Linked DNA regions of Sus scrofa: region 2 is linked to region 1. The links are chromatin contacts, called in public Hi-C maps. All regions are on one chromosome and are shown on one strand. The core of a region is the stretch at or near the end of the contact, and the rest is flanking DNA. Distances in the headings are between cores, read along the strand shown. Region 1 holds the start of TST (thiosulfate sulfurtransferase). Region 2 holds the start of TXN2 (thioredoxin 2).

What was found. Hi-C and Micro-C count contacts between places; a contact is called where the count stands out from the background.
Region 2: a contact with region 1 is called in a Hi-C map of liver, with 5 times the contacts expected there. The contact joins the promoter of TXN2 here to the promoter of TST in region 1. A contact is called at or near these places in 1 of 5 promoter capture datasets (fetal liver) and 1 of 47 Hi-C or Micro-C datasets (liver).

What each region holds. Positions count from the first base shown.
Region 1 is chr5:10,747,872-10,750,669 of Sscrofa11.1, reverse strand. TST (thiosulfate sulfurtransferase) reads right to left here and starts at 1,406. Exons shown (of 3, transcript XM_005663810.2): 1 at 1,057-1,406. It overlaps MPST (3-mercaptopyruvate sulfurtransferase), which reads left to right and starts at 844. Exons shown (of 3, transcript XM_021091532.1): 1 at 844-932; 2 at 2,401-2,798. It overlaps MIR9819 (microRNA 9819), which reads left to right and starts at 1,060; the gene lies at 1,060-1,157.
Region 2 is chr5:11,263,156-11,265,855 of Sscrofa11.1, reverse strand. TXN2 (thioredoxin 2) reads right to left here and starts at 1,386. Exons shown (of 4, transcript NM_001243705.1): 1 at 1,198-1,386; 2 at 151-413. The coding sequence starts at 413.

The DNA.
Region 1 (2,798 bases), core at 157-2,656:
TGCCCCGCTGCACTCCCCCGGGGTGTCGTGTTTACAGCAAGCCGGCAGGGCTGCTGGCGTGCGGTGGGGTTAGGGTTGTAGGTTCCCTAAGGAAAGCCTGTTTCCGCGTCTCCTTGCGCCCCCTCCCGCGCAGAAAGAGGTGGGGCGAGAGCTTCTAAGGGAGGGTGTCTGGCCCTACAAGCTGCAATCCTCGCCCTCAAGATCTTGTTTGAAGGTGCCCAGGTTGACGGGAGAAGGCATCCTGGGCTTAAAGCCCCCTTCCTGGGACTGCAGGAGAGTGGCTGCATGGGGACGGTTCGCTGGAGCCCTGCACGCACCCGCGCCTCGCGTCTAGCAAACCTTCCTGCGGCCTCTCAGCAACATGGGCTCGCCCGCCTCCCGAACGCCCCAGTCCAGCCCGGCCCGGTGCCCTCTGCCCCGGTTGGGGCCAGGGTGCTTGGGGCAGACCGCCCCACTCTCCCCACCGGGACCCTCCCCTGGGTGGCAGGTGGTCCGGCCGGCGGCCCAACTCCGGGCGGCCCGGGCGTCTGCTGCCGCCCCACCCCGCCGCACTCACTCGCCCTCGCCGCCGCCCTGGCGCTCGCCCCTGCCCGCTGGAGAAGTTGGCAGGTTCAAACCCGGAGCCCTCAACTCCCCGGCCGGCCCACTCCATTGCGCCTCCACGCAGGGGGGATCGTGCGCCCCTCGCCCAGCTCCGCGCTCCCGCCGCGGCGCCGCGTCCGTCCCCCGGCCACCCGCCCGGCTCGCAGCGCCTCTTAGATGCTCCAGGATCCGCCGCGGGCGGTGGGCGGCGCGGAAGGGGCGTGGGGCAGGGCTCGGCGGCTCGGGCCTCCCCCGCTCCCGCCTGGCCAGTGGAAGGCGCCGGCAGCCCGGGCTCCGAGTGGCCGCAGCAGTGGGCTGTGCCGTTGTCTCCTCCCTTTGGCCGGCAGCAGGTTGGTGACGGGAGGAGGGGACAGCTGCGGGCGCGGGGAGGGGGCGCTCTGCGCCGGGCAATGGCCGAGCCCGGAAGCCAGGATCCCGAGATTCGGGTGACTGCGGGGGCGGCGTGGCGCTTGCCTTTCTTTAGAGGGAGCTCGATCGTCCGGATGCTCAGCCTGGGACGTCCCCCCGCCGCCCCGGGGCCAGAGCAGAGCTGGGGGCTGCAGCCTAGCAGGGAAGGCGCGGCCCTGGCTTCACCCTCAGGATGGCTGTCCGCAGCAGCTGGGGGAGGCCGGCAGAATGGGGTCGGGCTGAGTGGCCGCGGGAGGGGGACCTGTGGAGGATGGTGTCACCTGGTGCCACCAGAGAGGGTAGGAGGGAGGGAGTAGGGCTCATAAAGCCGGAGAAGCCTGGGAGAGGAGGCCAGCTGACCCAGAGGCTCCGGGGAGGACAAACTGGCAAAGAACTTGCTGGAGCGAAAGGAAACTAACATTTGTCAAGGCCTGCTTGGTGAGGAACTCCGCAGGGTGCTCCTCCCCCGGGTGTCACTTCCCACAACAACCCTGCGGGTGTCACTTCCCACAACAGCCCTGCGGAGTAGGTCAGAAACTTAATTTAAACACCAAAGAGAGAGAACCAGCGGGTTGCCCAGGGGCACACGAGGTGAGGCGGAGACCAGGCTATCGTTAATCTTGGATCTTAAGCTCAGGAGGCTAGGGCTGCTTTTTTTTTTTTTTTTTTTTTTTTTTTTTTGTCTTTTTGCCATTTCTTGGGGCGCTCCCGTGGCATATGGAGGTTCTCAGGCTAGGGGTCCAATCGAAGCTATAGCCACCGGTCTACGCCAGAGCCACAGCAACGCCAGATCTTTAACCCACTGAGCGAGGCCAGGGATCGAACCCGCAACCTCATGGTTTCTAGTCGGATTCGTTAACCACAGAGCCACGACGGAACTCCTAGGGCTGCTTTTGTGTATCTTGCTCATCCCGGAAGCCTTATGCTTAAAACAAACAAACAAACAAACAAACAGAACACAAAAAAACAAAAAACCTGCATTTGTATTCAATCTTTACGTAAATTAATGTTTTTAGCATGGGTGTGTTAACTGCTGGAACACCACTGCCCCTGACTTTTTTTCTTTCTTTCTTTTTCTTTTTTTTTTTTTTGGTTTCTTAGCCAAAAAGCAGCATATGGAAGTTCCCAGGCTAGGGGTCTAATTGGAGCTGTGATTTGACCTATGCCACAGCCACAGCAACTCAAGATCCGAGCAGAAGCTGCGACCTACACCACAGCGCATGGCAATGCCAGATCCTTAACCCGCTGATCAAGGCCAGGGGTGGAACCTGCAGCCTCAAGGATACTTGTCAGGTTCCTTAAGGCTGAGCCACAAAGGGAATTCCTGCCCCTGACTTTTGCATATGCTGTTACATGTGCCTGGAATACTTTTCTCATCTCCCTTTTATTTTCTTTCTTTTTTTTTTTCAGCCTTCTGGTGGCATATGAAGTTCCCCTGGCCAGGGATCAGATCCAAGCCACAGTTGCAACCTAAGCTGCAGCTGTGGCCCCAGCGGATCCCTAACCCACTGTGCTGGCCTGGGGATGGAACCTGCCTCCTAGCACTCCCAAGACACCACCGATTCCATTGTGCCACAGTGGGAACTCCTCTCATCCCCCTTTGAAACATTCTTTTCATTCTGAGGCAATTATATTCTCACCAAAAGTGGCAAAAATTGGTCCTTCGCCAGGTCATCCTCTGAGCTTTGTGCTTTGCAGTTGGGGGAGAGAGTGTGCTGGGGAGGCCCTTGGAGAAGGGCCGGTCTGACTGGAGCCCTGTTCTTCCTGGGCCCACCCCAGACAGCAGGCCGGGGCTCACACTTCCTCTA
Region 2 (2,700 bases), core at 137-2,636, 520 kb before region 1:
TACCAAACTACACTAATCTTTGAGATAAGGGATTCGGTCTCACCGATCTCTATGTGAGAAGCATCAAACATAGTACTGAGACATAGCAGGTGCTCAATAAATACCAGAACAAGTGACACCCAGTCTTCTACTGACCCCCCCAGGACTCACTGTGCATGGAAATCCACAACCACTGGCGTCTCACTGTTGACAACTCGGTCTTGAAAGTCAGGTCCATCCTGGATGTTAAAGGTTGTTGTACAGACCTGGGTAGTGTATAATGACCGGGCTTGGCTGGGTGTTCCTGTCAGGTTACTAAGGCTGAGCTGTGGGGTCTGCAGGGCTCTGGAAGCGAGGGGTGCCCACCGACTATGAGAGGGCTTCCTGGAGACTACAGAGGCCAGGAACCTCCTCAGGAGAAGACGCTGAGCCATCTGTGAAGGGAAGAGGTAGGAAGAGTAGGGGCAAAGAACAGGAAGTCAACACACCAGAAATCAGAAAGGTATGTGGGAGTACCAGGGGGCTCAAGATGCAGGGCCAGAAACAAAATGTTGGGAAATAATACATAAGACTTCTGGAGGAAAAGTGAGTAAAGAATGAGAATCAAGGGGAAAAAGGAATCGAAAACCAGGATGGGAAAACTAGGTCGACAACCCAAAAAGCAGGATATTGGTGAAATTACAACAGACGGAAGGGGGGAAGGAATCAATATTTATGGAGCACCTGCTAAGAGATAGGTATCTTACAGGCATTAGAGTCCTCCCAGATCAACGATGAAGAAGTTTCTACTGTACTACTGCTCATATTATAGATAAGGACTTAGAAGCTCAAGCAAATTGTGACATATCCAAAGCAACCCAATTATTAAAGGAGAGTCGACACTAGAGCCCACGACAGTCTGAAAAGTCCTTACTCTATCGATTACTCTTTTAAAAGGAGTTTTAATGGGAAATTAAAGACAAAGGAGAGTTGTCAAAGGTTCAGGAAAGAAGACAAGCAACAATTCAAATAGGAACGAAGTGACACGGGAGCAGGTGGGGGGGGAATTAATAAAGAAGGGACGTGTGTGTGGAAGGAACTGGGAACCCCGGCTCCCCGAATGGCAAGTTCCTCCCACCCAGGGTTTCTGCCCGCTCGGCCATCGGCCTGCATGGGAACGCGCCTGCAGAGGCGCCTCAGCCGCGATACCACTTCGAACCATCCCCACAGGGCCCCTACCTCCCAGCAACGAGAGCGAAGCGACGCACAGCACGGCCCGCCCCACCGGTCAAGGGCACTTCTGTCGTCACTTCCTGAGGGGCGGGCCTTAGCGTCACTTCCGGGAAAGGCAACCTGAGCAAGTCCTCAACTAGAGGGCAGGCACGGGCGGAGCCTCCGTTAGGGACCGGAAGAGAAGCGTTCTTGAAAAGAGACACCGGAAGATGGGCGGGCTCTTAGGGGAGGAACCGGAAGAGGGGCGGATCATTGGGGAGGGACAGGAAGAGGCCGGAGGGCTCCGGAGGAGGGTCCGGAAGAGGAGGGGAAGGAGGCGGGAGTGCCAGGGAGGGGGGGGGGCGGAGAGAAGGGCGGTGGGGAGGCGTGGTCCTCGAGTTTGCAAACACTTGCTGACCAGCATGTCCACCCTTTTGTCTCATTGTCCTAATGTCGCTTCGAAGCAAAAGACTTCAGTTGGGAGTCCAGAGAACGCTGACTCGTATTTGTCATATGTGACTGTATAACTTCGTGGTTTCGAGCAAGTCTTCCTGCCCTTGGGGACTTCAGTTTCCCAAAATGTGACATGAAAAGCTCAGCTTGTCTTCCACCCTTGTCTCTTTGGGATTGCTGAGAAACTGGGCCCAGACAAGATGCCAACTGGTAGTGATACTTGGAGGGCCTGCCTCTGAGGCCCCAGGCAAAGTGTGATGATCCCTGAATCTACCTGGGCCTGGGCCTTCCTTTCTCACCCATTGTCGCTGTCATGGACAACAGGAGTCTAGGCATTTGTGTGTCTCAGGCTGGTCTCACAGCCACCCCTTGTCTCCCTTGCACCCTTTACCTATGTTAGAGCAGGAAAGGGCTGTGGGGTTTCAGAGCAGAAATAGAGGCAGAGAGTCCAGAGCGTTGAGGCTTCAAGTAGGTTTACTGAACAGAAGATGGCCAGAAGCACTGAGAGAAAGCACAGGCTCCCTGGTATTAGCGGGGGAATAGGTTTTATAGAGGCTTGTGGCTAAAGTAACCAGTGTCAGGGCTGGCATCAGGCTACATGGGAGGGGTAGGAGGAGAGGTGAGGGGTTGTAACAATGTTCCATGATATGGTGGGAACTGAAGATTAGCAAAGACAAAATGCAGTTAGGGCAGTCATCATTCCAGAACAGGCTGCTCTTGGTTGAACAAGATAAGGGAGTCGGCAGTTTGAGGGATTAAATCTGGCTCTAAGACCTTACAACCACTCATAACTTCTTATGGTTCTATGAATAAATCAATGCTTCTCCCTCCTCCCTGCCTTTGCTTAACTTGAAAGCCTTTTTTCTATGTCCACTCGGTAGAACACCTACTCATACTTCTTGAGCAGCATTAATTGCCTTTTTCTCTCTGGTGCTTTGTCCATAACACACTGCACAGTGTCTGTCTCTCCCGTGAGACCATATGCTCCCTGAGCATAGGGATCTCCAGCTTTTACACATGTCCATACACCCAGCACCAACCTGATACAACCTGGCTCACCAAGGATGTTCCATAGAT